2 separate regions of the Mus musculus genome follow, and region 2 is linked to region 1. A link is a contact called in public HiChIP or PLAC-seq data. All regions are on one chromosome and are shown on one strand. Each heading gives the region's core, a stretch centred on a gene start, on an enhancer-like site or on the middle of the called end of the contact. The rest is flanking DNA. Distances are from core to core; before and after follow the strand shown.

Evidence for each region. HiChIP or PLAC-seq counts read pairs in DNA pulled down with a chosen protein or histone mark.
Region 2: a contact with region 1 is called in a BATF HiChIP or PLAC-seq map of CD8 T cells, with 5 read pairs. The contact joins the promoter of Itgb1 here to the enhancer-like site in region 1. A contact is called at or near these places in 6 of 115 datasets of contacts at active chromatin or transcription factors (CD8 T cells, the HPC-7 cell line, bone marrow-derived macrophages and 3 more) and 2 of 9 other capture datasets (adipose tissue and liver).

Annotation. Positions count from the first base shown.
Region 1 is chr8:128,560,672-128,567,195 of GRCm38.p6, forward strand. No RefSeq gene overlaps it. Among named protein-coding and RNA genes, the nearest start is that of Gm32643, 71 kb to the left of the region's middle. Within about 2 kb of position 2,265, at least 16 of the 459 cell types and tissues checked have an H3K27ac peak or open chromatin away from gene starts, as enhancers often do. A contact at or near this core is called in CD8 T cells, adipose tissue and memory CD8 T cells, where this site is marked.
Region 2 is chr8:128,682,318-128,688,841 of GRCm38.p6, forward strand. It overlaps Itgb1 (integrin beta 1 (fibronectin receptor beta)), which reads left to right and starts at 3,337. Exons shown (of 16, transcript NM_010578.2): 1 at 3,337-3,642.

The sequences.
Region 1 (6,524 bases), core at 1,015-3,514:
AAGCTGCTTATCAGGGTAAGTCAGCAGTGTGGGGCCCCTTCCTTCTCTCTGCAGAAGGATTTCACATGGCAAGCTGGAATTTCCTTTATTTAATATGCTTGAAAAATCTACAATGCTCTCACTGATTTCTTCCTAAAGTAGGGGTATCCAGTCCCACAGTCATCACTGACAAGATGCTCAGTGTAGGCTCTACACAGCACCATAGTAATTTATATTTCTCGGGGGAGGAGTAAACGCTGACAATTTCTGTCATGCAGAACCTGAACAGCCAGCAGAGCTCAGAACACCCAATGTGTTCAGGAAACGGTGTAAAGGACCCAGCCATGGCCAGAATAGCTAAGCACATGTCAGACAATTACTGAGGTGAGATGATAATCATGAATTAGAAAAGACAATAAAAAAGGGCTGGAAAGAATGGCTAAGTTGATAAAGTACCTGCAATCAAAGCATAAAGACCTGTGTTTTATCCCCAGAACCCAAGCAAAAGCAATCACAGTCCTACACATTTGTAACCCCAACCCTGGTAGCCAGAGAGGGCAGGATGATAGGGGGACTCCTGGACCTCAATGACAAGCCATTCTGGCTAGCCAAATTGATGAACTCCAGGTCCAATTGAGACCTTGCCTCAAAAATGAGGGTAGAGAACGGCTGAGGAAGATACCCAGTGCCAACTTCTGAACTCCATATACAAGTATGCATTCACATTCACAACACATGCACACACATACACACACACCACAGAGAGAGATGGGGAGATTAAGGGAGGGAGGGAGGGAGGGAGGGAGGGAGGGAGGGAGGGAGGGAGGGAGGAAGAGAAGAGAAGAGAAGAGAAGAGAAGAGAAGAGAAGAGAAGAGAAGAGAAGAGAAGAGAAGAGAAGAGAAAATAGAAGAGAAGAGAAAAGAGAAGAGAAGAGAAAAGAGAAGAGAAGAGAAGAGAAGAGAAGAGAAGAGAAGAAGAGAAAATAGAAGAGAAGAGAGAAGAGAAGAGAAGAGAAGAGAAGAGAAGAGAAGAGAAGAGAAGAGAAGAGAAGAGAAGAGAAGAGAAGGAGCAAGGGATGTTCTACTGAAATAGGCTATCCACTTTCTTTCCTCCTATCCAATTATTCATCACTCCAGGTATGGGACCTGCTGTTTATGAAACGTTAATATTTCATGGTAACTAATTACAGCTGTTTTGTTAACATTACCTCCATAAGGCATGGTGCCAGTAGTAATTTTTAATTTTATGCAAATTGTGACACAACTGTTTTGTGTGTGCAGGAGCAGTGGGAGTAGGGTGCACAAGGAGGTCAACTTCAGGTGCCATTCCTCAAGAGCCATCTTTTCTCAGGAGCCATCTACATTGTTTTTTTGAGACAGGGATTCTCACTGAGATCTATAAGACTTACCAATTAGGCTAATTGGTAGCACCAATTATGTGTGACCAATAAACTTCATTGATCCTCCTGCTACCATCTCCCCAGTGCTGGGATTACTTACACAGGCATCACCACATCCAGCTTGTATATAGGTGATGATAGGAACAAAGCTCCATTGCTCATGGTAAGTCTTCAGGCATTCTGCCACTGAGCTAACTCCCAGCCCACATTACCATCTTTTACCTTTAGAAATCAAACCATAACATGGAGTAGAAAATAGATGTTCCAGACTCTGCTTTTATTGAATTTCCCAGAAATGCATGAAACTAAGAAATATTTCCTAGGATTATTTTGTGGAACAAGTTCAAAAGTGTCCCATGGCTGAGTTGACTGAGCTACTTCTGGGTCTGAGCTGGGAGTCTAAAAGCTGCAGCCCAGGCAGCCCAGGCTATCTGAGCCCTGCCCGCACAGGGGAGAGCAGGGAGGATAACACTGCAGCTGGTAGCCAAGACCACCATAGGCTCAGTCTCGAAATGATGAGCTCAAGAAAGAACATGTCTGTTTTGATTTGAAAAAAGGAGGGGTCTTTGACATTCAAGGAGCTGAGGAAATGGAGTTAACCCTCCTGAGGACATGTCAAGGGGAAGCAAGCACAACTGCAGCCCCTCTGGGGCCCTGCACTGGGCACCAGGAGCCATTCCTGACAGAGAGACTATTAAACACTGGAATGAGATGCTCTGGAGGCTGAGGCGACCTCTACTCTTGGCAGGTTTGGAGATTATTAAGTAGATTCCCATCTGCTGGAATGAAAGTCACGGGGTGAATGCTGGATGGCTTTCACAGACCTGGTTCATTGAAGGTCTTCACACCCCTGTGGTTAGAGGAAAGGGAGCGGTAAGTGGCTCTCCACCCACTCCCTTAGACATTTCCTTCCCTGTCAGAACAATAATGTTTTTCTTATCTTTTCTGAGAGTATATGTATCCTGAAGAAATTGCTACTTTTTGTTTGTTTTTTCATAAAAAGTGCCAACTGTATCTGGTGGTTTTCTTTTCTTTTTTCTTTTTTTCTTTTTTAAAAAGAAGTCTCTGCAAGGCAGTTGGAAGGTTTGGACAAAGCCATTGTGCAATAGCCAGCCCAGAGTTTACACAGCCAGGTCTACACAGTTCTTGAAGAGAAATTAAAAAAAAAAGCTAAGGCAGGGGTGGATCTCAGTGTTCTCTGTCAGCAACTTTGGGGATTCTGTCAAATTCTGAGCTCAAGTAAGACTGCTCCTAGCATTCAGTCAGGGTGCTTCAAAGAAAACCCACAGGTTTCTCATAAGTCTCTGGCCTAGAAATGTACAGAGTGGAATACCATGAAAACAGTTTCACAAAACAGGTGACTTCATGCATGCTGTAGGAGAGAGCATAGGACTTCTGTACTTGACAAGGTCATCTTGGGAGGAGGACCAAAAAAAAAAAAAAAAAAAAAAAAGCAAATGAATTCCTCTGTTGATTTATCTTCCCATAAAGAGTAGCCATTTGCACTTTCTGAGCATCAGATTCTTCATCTATGAAATGAGCATTCACGTCTTTTCCTTATTTATAAGGTCACTGTGAAAGCTAGCTGAGAACATGTTTGCAGGGCATGTGATACAGAATATACATCTGGTGTTAATGGTGTCCTTTACCCTGTGGGTAAGGGGACATCTGAATCTCAAACTTAAATGAAAACCCCTGGGAAACAACTGGCAAAAAGATTCCCAAAACTTAAAGGACAGATCGTGCCCATTAAAGCCATCAGCCGTCACTTTCCATCTGTCTTCCTGTAGCTCCCTCTCTCCTGGGCATTCTGTGCATTCCCAGATGCAGAAGTTGCTGTGAGACTCATTAAAGTCATTCAATTGTTCTTTCTTCCCTTCCAGAAGAATTAAGGGTGTCAAGGCCCAGATGCTGCCCTAGCACTTTCCCACAACAGAGACTCCCCCGTTGAAAGAAATGACCTTCTGACCCTGTCCAACTAGAAGGTTGTGGATTTCTTGAGTCAGGGTCACCTAGGGTGAGTTATATTCATAGTTGTTCCTTCCTCAGAGCTGTTCTGGGAATTTGGGAATTACAAGTCATGTCACACACACACACACACACACACACACACACACACACACACACACACACACACACGGTGTACACACCCCGCCTGATCCATACAGAAGCATCTACATCTGCATTCCACATCCACACTTCCTGAGTGCTTTGTTTCCAATTCTAATTTATCTTATACCAATGGGTTAGTCTAGAACTTCAGCCTCCTGCTTACAGTACTTCCCAATGGTCTAGGGAGCTGGCTCAGTTGATAGAGTGTTTGCTTCACAAGCATAGGGACCTGATTTCCATCCACAGCATCCACGTTAAAAAGAAACAATAGTAACAAAAAGACAAGGTGGTGTTCCTGTAATCCCAATGGGGCTGGGGCTAGATTTCAATGGAACTCACTGGCCAGCATCCTTGTTTAATTGTTGAGCTCAATGACTCTTAAGAAGTGACACTCAAGATTGACCTATGGCTTCCACATACATATGCACACACATGTGTACCTGTGTGAAGATATTCTCTATTGACTGACCTGCTCACTCTTCACTAACTGTTTCAGGAAGAATCCTGATATGAATATAGCTGGAACTTAGTCCTCCTAACATGCTATGAAACAAGTACCTTCAGCCCAAATCAGGAAAACAGAGAACTTGGAGGTCTCACTACTACTGACTAGCCAAACCAGGAACAAATTCAGGCTGAGCTCCAGCTATTCATAGGAGACAGCCTGTGAGCGTTTGGGAGGAGCCAAATAAAATGTACATTGTTTTTAGTTTTTTTACATTGCTGTGACAACATATCTGATAAAAACAATTTGAGGGAGGAGTTTAGTTTGTCTCACAGTTCAAAAGGGCACAGTCCATAATGGAGCTAAAGCATGGCAGCAGGATCCTGAAACAGCTGGTCACACTGTACTGAGGATTGTGGTTTCATTAAAAACATAGAAAAGTTATGTGAATGTTTTTTGTTTGAATCCCAGATGTGGGCTATGGGGATGCTTCAGATTGTCCAGTGCAGCTAAGATAATTTGTTTCATGCTCTGGCAGGGGTATGATTTTGCAATCTGAAGATAGTTTGTGTTTGCAATTCTGAGGACTCTTCAGAGGGTATATAAATGCCAGAGCCCCTGCTGCTGCAGTTTGTCAAGTGGTTGTGAGCAAAGTGACACGAAGAAGAAATTGGATATCCTGATGAAGAAGATCAAATTTGCCCCAATCAGCAGGAAGTAGTCTAATGATATCTATAACCTCCTTCCCCTCTAACCCTCTTTATCAACTACCTAATATTGGGGTGTTGGAAGGGATAATGGTGTTAAGGAAAAAAAAACAATAAAATAGCCAAGAAGTCTAGTTACATCACACTACACCCACAGTCAGGAAGCAGAGACAGAGGAATACTAGCCTTAGCTCTTTTTCCTTCAGTCTAGGACCCCAGCCCATGGGGTATATATTCCCACTAAATTTACTTAAGCTAGAACTTCCTCACAGGCATGTCCCAAAGTTTATCTCATGACAATTCTTAATCCTGCCAAGTTAACAATAAGTTTTAACCTTTTGGCTGTGGCTGCTTCTTATCTGTGGAGTGAATGTAAGGTTTCATTTCCTCTGAGTTGCAGAGCCATTTCATTTGCACAGGGTCCAAAATTTAGGCAAATTCTACATTTCTCAGGAAGGATTTTTTTCTTTTATTCAACATAACTGTTTCCAGAAGTGCAATGGGTGTCCTTAGTGGGGCATGAATGAATCCTACAGGGGCTGAAAACTACTATGGGGAGTCTGCCACCAGAACAGGGATGCTGCTATCATATGGACTTCATCTTACCCAGAGCTACTGCTTCCGGAGTCTCACTCTGAGCAGCCTGGTACGGATAGTCTTTGAAAGATCCCGAGGACTGTGTTAAGCATCAGTTTACTATCCCACCTGGATTCCCAAATACTGAAACAAATACTCCCAAATACTCCCAGACAGCCTCTATCTCTTCCTGCTGGTCAACCTGCTTAGATCTGAAAGCCATCCTGTGAGCAACTCAACTTTCCTGTCTGAAGCTGAGGACTATTTCAGGTGCAAATTGATATCTGATGGCATTCTGATATGTCCATGTGCATTAATGGCTGTGCCCCAGAATCCCCATAAGTATTGAAGGCAAGTGGTTATTCATTGCATTGTGGAATTTTCAGTTTGCAGATGATGCTAGCCTTGCCCTAGTTGCCTTAGAAATCTATTCTCTGATGTCCTGGCACCTCTGAGTATAACGATCCCAGGGTCACACTTAGGTCTGCCCTATGCGCAAAGGGGGAAGGTAAGGTTCTAGAACCCCTCTGCTTTGGTTTTGGCTACTGTGCTAAAAATTGAACCCAGGCCTTTGCACATACCATGCAGGAACTTTTCTGCTGAGCTACAACCCCAGACTAACTCCTTTTGCTTTAAAGGAAATTATAAAATAACAAATATTCCAGTCTGTAAATACCACGTTCTATATTTAGTGCATATTGACAAATATGTATCATGGATCAAGCACTTGAGAGGCTGATGGATGAAGATCACAACGAGGCTAGACAGGGCTACATAGTAAGTCCCCATCCCCAAAAGCCAAATAAAAGAATATCTACATGTACCATGAGTCATACAGCTCAGGTGGCTAATGATAATCTACTATTATTGAATAATCGTATGTTGTAAATATCTTCCTATCTTCTACATATATTTCTATATCACCATCGCATTCAATGACTGGTATACTACTGCATGGACACACCTTAACTATACTCCACAGTCCATCATTAACAGGTAAAATCATTATCTCCTGGTATGCCATAACTCAATCTTAGCAGCTGGAGGCAGCCAGCACGTGTTATCTTGTAGGCAGACCATTGATGGTTCTCTGACCCAAGGGGTCCTGCAAACCCATAGGTGTTGGCTGAGCAAGTCACTACAAGGCTTGAGAAGAGACACCTCCCTCCAAGCTCACACTTACGGTTACTACTAGGTTTAAAGAGTTTCTGAGTTTTATCTAGGGATGCCAATTCCTTGTCATGTTGGATCTCTCTGTATGTCCACTATAAGTAGAAGGCATCTTCCAGAATGTAGATCCCAGGA
Region 2 (6,524 bases), core at 2,087-4,586, 120 kb after region 1:
ATTCTAAAAGTTACTCTGAATAGCTCATCTTTTGCAGAACATAAGCCCAGTCTTTTATTTTACATATCAGTCCAGTCATTTATTCCAGGTTTCCTTTTGATTATCCTATGAATCAACATTCTGAGACCCCAGCCCCTTAATTCTTAGAAGATAGTAAGCACACATTTTCTTTTAACGTTGTGAATGAATCTAGAGATCTGCCTATCTCTGTTAAGCACAGATGATAAGCTAGCTGGGTGGGACCCAACCATGAATTTTCTACCATGCTTGGGCCTAACCTTGTTCTGTCTTAGGCTGAACCTGAACTCAGGAATCTGCCTGCCTTTGCATTTTTCTGACAAGCTGGTTCATTAATGCAGCTGCCTTTGTTCCTTTACATTCTTAAAGCTCCTCATATAATTCATATTGCATTCTTATTTTTTGCATAGTTGAGAAATTATATATTTTCAAACTAATGTTTTTAGAGTTCTTTCCCACAGCCTTAAGGGCTGTCCCGAAGGTCCTAGCATTTACCATTTTGCTAAGACATTAACCACACCTTCACCTCCCAGACTACTGCTGTCTCTGAATATCATGGAGTCATTCCTCAAAGGAAGGACATAAAAATACGTACATTATTATACAAATAAGCCTTATGCCACAGCAGCTCTGTTTGCCCTGTCCCAGGGGCAGGAGCCATGTCATTCTATCCCCACCAAGGTCATGTCAGACTCAGGAACCTATTTTTATTTTGCTAATTTGGATACACAGACCAAGTGGAAAATTTGTTTTCCTTACAAGAAAATAGAGTGCTCCTCATCTTCTCTTAATAGAGATGAAGACATGGAAACACCCCGTGCATACATTGCAAGCAAGATCACATTTGCATTTCCCCTATACCCTGGTCCAAGATGGAGGGTTAGTCTACCATGATGGTTGAATTTGAGATTCTGGTGCTAGAACCAATAATGGACCCCAAGATGAGGATTGTGTGTATAGTGACTAAAGGAAGATTATTTCTATCTGGTACATGGAGAACAAGAATAATGTAGATAATGATTGTTTATGACTAGAGTCTACCAAGGAAGAAAACTTGTGGTTTGGAAAAACTGGCACATCTCATCTCTGACTGCCTCAAATATGAACTGTCTGGCATTCCAAATTCTACTACTGCTCAAACATTGTAATACATGAGCTGGATAGAAAGATAGCAAAGATATTGAGGAGAAACAAAACATGGCTGAGAGACCCACTCAGGCTGAAAAATGTATCCAAGCTTGAACTTGCTTACCTTCATGGACTCAGACTCAGTCTGTGGCTGGCAGTGGAAATCCTGACGATTGAAAGAAAATGCTCTAGCACAAAGAGAAATGCAAACAAAGAAGGATCCTGGGCAAGACAGGAATTTTTCCCTCCCTCCCTCCCTCCCTCCCTCCCTCCCTCCCTCCCTCCCTCCCTCCCTCCCTCCCTCCCTTTCCTTCAACTCGATCTATAGATGAGGCTGGCTTCAAACTGAGAGATTCTCCTGCCTCTGAGTCCTCCCAAGTGCTGGGATAAAAAAATGTAGGACAGGGGCTTTTGATGGCCCACTTGACTGTTTCTTTTTTTAAGATTTATTTATTATTATATGTAAGTACACTGTAGCTATTTTCAGACACCAGAAGAGGGCATCGGATCTCATTACGGATGGTTGTGAACCACCATGTGGTTGCTGGGATTTGAACTTAGGACCTTCAGAAGAGCAGTCAGTGCTCTTAACTGCTGAGCCCTCTCTCCAGCCCCCTACTTGATTGTTTCCTATACTTCACTCTTTTTCACGGAAAGAATTCTATTTCTACCCTTGGGTTGTTACTAAATAGCTGCAATAGCTATTGCTGGGGAGAATAACCAACAGCACAGTAAATGCTACAGTGGAGAAAGGCTTACATTTTGAAAAAGCAAGAGGCAGCTTATATTTTCTGCCAAGGTAGAACTTCAATCCTCCAGGCACAGGGTAAATGGCTGTGGGTGTAATTGGACCTCATGCTTCTGCCACTACAACTTTCTTGTTGAGATGGACTGTACCGTGTAACTGTGAGCTAAAATAAATTCTTTCATTAAGTTGCTTTGTCAGTTATTGTGCCCCAGTAGTGAGACAAGTAATTAGAACAATGTTCATGCATTTTACATAGCTAAGTAACTGCCCATCTCTTAACATTTTTATGAATTCAAGTATAGCTACATTTCTGAGCAATTATGGAACTTATTAATTTCTATTTTCTTCAAAGTTTATGACTTGTACATGTAAATTGGTATTCCTCTGACAGCTTAGGTTGAGTCCTGGGAGAGCAGCACAAACACTATTTTGTGTGTGTGTGTGTGTGTGTGTGTGTGTGTGTGTCGATCTTGTGGTAGATTGTTCCCTCCTCAAGTCACACGAATGAAAGCTCACACAGTTCAGGCCAAGCATTGATAAAGTATGTTTATAAAGCTGTTTCTTGTGCAGAGACTGGGCTAATGGTTTAACTCAAAGTGGTAAGATCAATACCTTTAAAGGCAACGAACGTCACTGAGCTTTACCGCTGGGCTGCCGATGCAGACGTAGCCTTTTAAGTTCAGTCATTTACTAATTAGAAAAACGATGCTCATTTATTAAAATTTTAGTTAAACAATACATTTGATTTGCTCATGGGCAACATATAACTTTTCCATAGTGATTAATCTTTTTTTTTTTTTTTGGCATCCCAGTTTTACTCTTCCAGAACAGAAACACTATTTCTTGGGTTCATAAACCCGGCAATGAAAGCTGTCTTTACGGCTGGGTGCCCTGCTCCTCCTGGCAGCCCACACTCTTCGGGTAAGCTGATGGCACCTGCTGTCCCACAGCTTTCAGTATGACGAGGCAAGTCCAAGTTTCAAGCTTCTCATTTAGATTTTGAGACTGGCTACTTTTCAATTCTTTTTCCAGAAAAGAGAAAGCAAGTGCGCAAACATAACATTTTTCCTTTTTGTGCTTGGCCACCCAGATAGAAAATTGAGCAAATGCGGCGCCAAGGAGCGCAGGGTGGCACAGCAAGGGTGGAGCGGGAGTCTGCAATCTTAGGGTGACGGGGCGGGTCCGAGGGCTGCCTGCAGAACACCCGATCCTTCTTGTCCCCTCAGCCCACAGAGAGGTCTGGCTCGGGATCCCAGGGACCGGACACAGACTGCGGCTGGGCTTTCCAGCCGGGCGGCCGGCGCCCTCGGTGGTTCAGCGCGGTACCCCAGGCAGAAAGGGCCGAACGACCGAGCTCCTTTGTCTGCACCCTGCCCCACCTTCCTTCTTCCTGCCGCCTCCCCCTCCTTTTCAGGCGCGGCTGACGCGGCGCGGAGGAATGCGTTTCCGGAGGGAGAGAAAAGCCGGGCAGCCCGGGAGAAAGAGCTTCGCGGCGGGGGCGGGGCGGGGCGGCTTCCTGAGGGACAGGCGGGCCGAGTCTCCGCCCACTCGCTGAAGAGCCGCCAGACCCGCGGAGCGGCCGAGGCCCGCCGACGCCACCCGAGACCAACCGAGAAGCCGAGGCCCGCCGACGCCGGCCCGAGACCCTCCGAAAGGCCGAGGTCCGCCGACACCGACCCGAGACCCTCCGAGAGGCGGAACGCGGCGGAGCCCGGGCCGCCCGCGTGTCGGGCGGACGCTGCGAAAAGGTAAGGCCGCGGGCGTGTGGACGTGCGGGCGTGGGCTCCGGGCAACTCGGGCTAACCAGGCGTGTCTCTGCGGCCTGGGCCGGGTGGAGTCCGGTTTTAGGGACCGCGGCGCTCGGCCTCGTTCGGCTGCAGCTCCCCGCCCCGCCCGGCCTTGTCCTAAGGGAGGGTCGCGAGCCCAGTCTGTCACACCGGGGCGTGGCGGGGTTCAAGGGTGGGTACGACAGGGATCTGGGTGCCGCTGACCTTAGAGGGGTTCGGTCCGTCGGTGCCCAGCGGGCGCCTTTCCCCAGCGCGGCGCGGGACCCTGGGAACCAGGCCGCAGCGCCCGTGGTCCGCGAGGCGGTGCCCACCCGGGGCCTCGTGGAGTGTGGCTGCCTACCCTTTCTCGTGCCTCCTAGTGACAGGCTGGGTTAATGACCGCGCTGATCCCGAATGCCACAGTGAATTTGAACTTTTAATTTGAAACCTAGTAATAACTAGTAATAAATTATCCTATTTCCGTTTCCTCATCTTTAAAAGAGAAAAGGAGTTCCTACACTAATTATAGTAATTCTTGTGACACGAGGGTCAGACCCAGCTCCCAGCATGTAAACTCCCAGCATGTACTGACCTCACTGCAGAACCCTGATCCTGATCCATGGTGGTATTGGGACTGCCTATCTCATTTTACAAAGGAAGAAACTGAGGTGCAGGAGTTTTAAGTAATTTGGAGAGTTCATGGGCTCACCTCCAGAGCCTATATTTGAACTTTAAGTAACCTAACTAATGTAAAATAAAGAAGGCATTTTGTGTGTGTGTGTGTATGTATATGTATGGCAAGAGGAATCCAGGGCAATGCCTCAAAAAAAAAAAAAAAAAAAAAAAAAAAGAAAAGAAAAAAAAAGAAAAGAAAAAAAAGAAAAGGACACAGTAGGTAGTGAAATGTAAAACCACAACTTAGACAACAATGCTTCATATACATTAATTACTTTTCATTGCTTTTGCTATGTTAAAAAAAATCTACAAACTTCTCAGAATGTTTTGGTAGTATTAGGAAAGTCTCCTGGATATGCCATTCCACTTGGGTATGAAGAGGATAGTATGACTTAAGGTTTTTATTTTTTAATGGTGGTTGTTGCTTGCATAGGACAGAAATAAATGTTAGATGAATTCTGATTAGATTTCTTTTTTAAATCGCACACAGCCATTACAGTAGGTCATATCCTAGATAACCTGTAGAATGGACTAAGAAATTTTAGTTTAGAGTTACCTCTTGCATACTGATGGACATCAAGGCCCGAAGGGAAGGACTGACATCAGAATCTTAATATATGATATGATATCCAAGTTTATGAGGAATTTTGATTCATTCAACCATGGTTAATGATCAGAAATGATAGAATGACAAATAGAAAACGGATGAAACACTGGCATGTTGTATATAGGCACTTGGGGAGAGTAGAAGATACTAGAACTCTAGTTTTTATGTGAGTAGAAAGCAGTTTCTAGCTTATCTGTTGAATTTACAGGCCTGCAGTTGAAGAATCTGTTGTTGAGGATATGAAGTTCAGTATTAAGATGGTTTCTTTAATTTTAATTTATAATTATTTGCATGTGGGAATGTATGCCGAGCATAGGTGGAGGTTAGAGGATACATTTGTGAGGTTTCTTCTTTTCTTCCACTATCATGTGGATTTCAGGGATTGAATTCAGGTTGCCCAGCTTGGGTAAGCATTTTCATGTGTTGAGCCATCTCACTGTTTGAGGTTGTTTCCTTTTTTTAAGGCTTTGATTTGTTTATTTTATGTGGGTGCGTATTTGCCTGCTTGTAAGTTTGCCCTGTGTGTATGCCGCTCCAGTGGAGGCCAGAAGAGAGGGGTCAAATCTCCTGGAACAGTACCCACAAGTGGCTGTCAGCTGGTATGTGGGCACTAGCAATAGAACTCAGGTCCTCTGGAAGAGCATGTCTTCCCCTACCCCCTCCCACCAGGTTGTTTGTAATCTTCAGTATTGTACATGAAAATTACAGAATCAACAAAGTTGAAAAGTAATCAGTTGTCTTTAATTTTCTGGTCAGCCTAATTTGAATCTGTTCTGAATCAACATCAATGAAATGAAAATATAGTTCTGTATTGATTAACTCCATGAACACTGCTCACCTCTCCTCACTCTTTATTACTAGGAAAATTAATTAGCTTGACGGATGTTTGTCCAGAATGCTTTCTGCCTAATGTAGTTCCTTTACTCTCTGGTGTTTTTCTAACAGAGCCCCACCCCCTGGTTTACATGTAGAGAGGGAGGTGTATATCATAGTTTGTTGTCTGGAGAAAATAATTTTATTAGTGTTCCGTGAGTGTATGAGTACTAGTATTCTTACCTGTGTTACCAGAGTGATGAGATAAACATGTTGACACTAGTAAAAGTTTCAGAGGATTGTTTTTTTTTTCCTCAGAATTTAAATGTAAAAGTTTTTGAAGTGTAATAAGCCCAGCTGACTTGAAGATTCATTATGGGGTGAATATGATAAAATAAGCTTTTACCATTTGTTTGCAAATTAGTGAGTTTCAGAGTTGATTAGTGTTTTCTATTATAGTACTGTTTATTGGGACTTTGGTTATAGGTTTTCAGACTTTTTTGTTTATCATATGTCAAATAGTTGGCAATCAGGAATGTGAGGATAAAGGGGGAAAAGATAGTAATTGAGTCTTCTGGATCAGATCTAAAGTAGTAGCAGTATACAGTCTCAGAAATCAGAAGTGTACTGAGGTTAAAGGACAGTCCACACAATTCTGACTGCTTAGAAATTGACGTAGATAGGTGAGGGCAGTGTATCTCACTTTCAGGAGCTGTGTGATAAAGAATAAACTACTTCGTTAATTTTCACAGTTTGAAAACTTTATTTT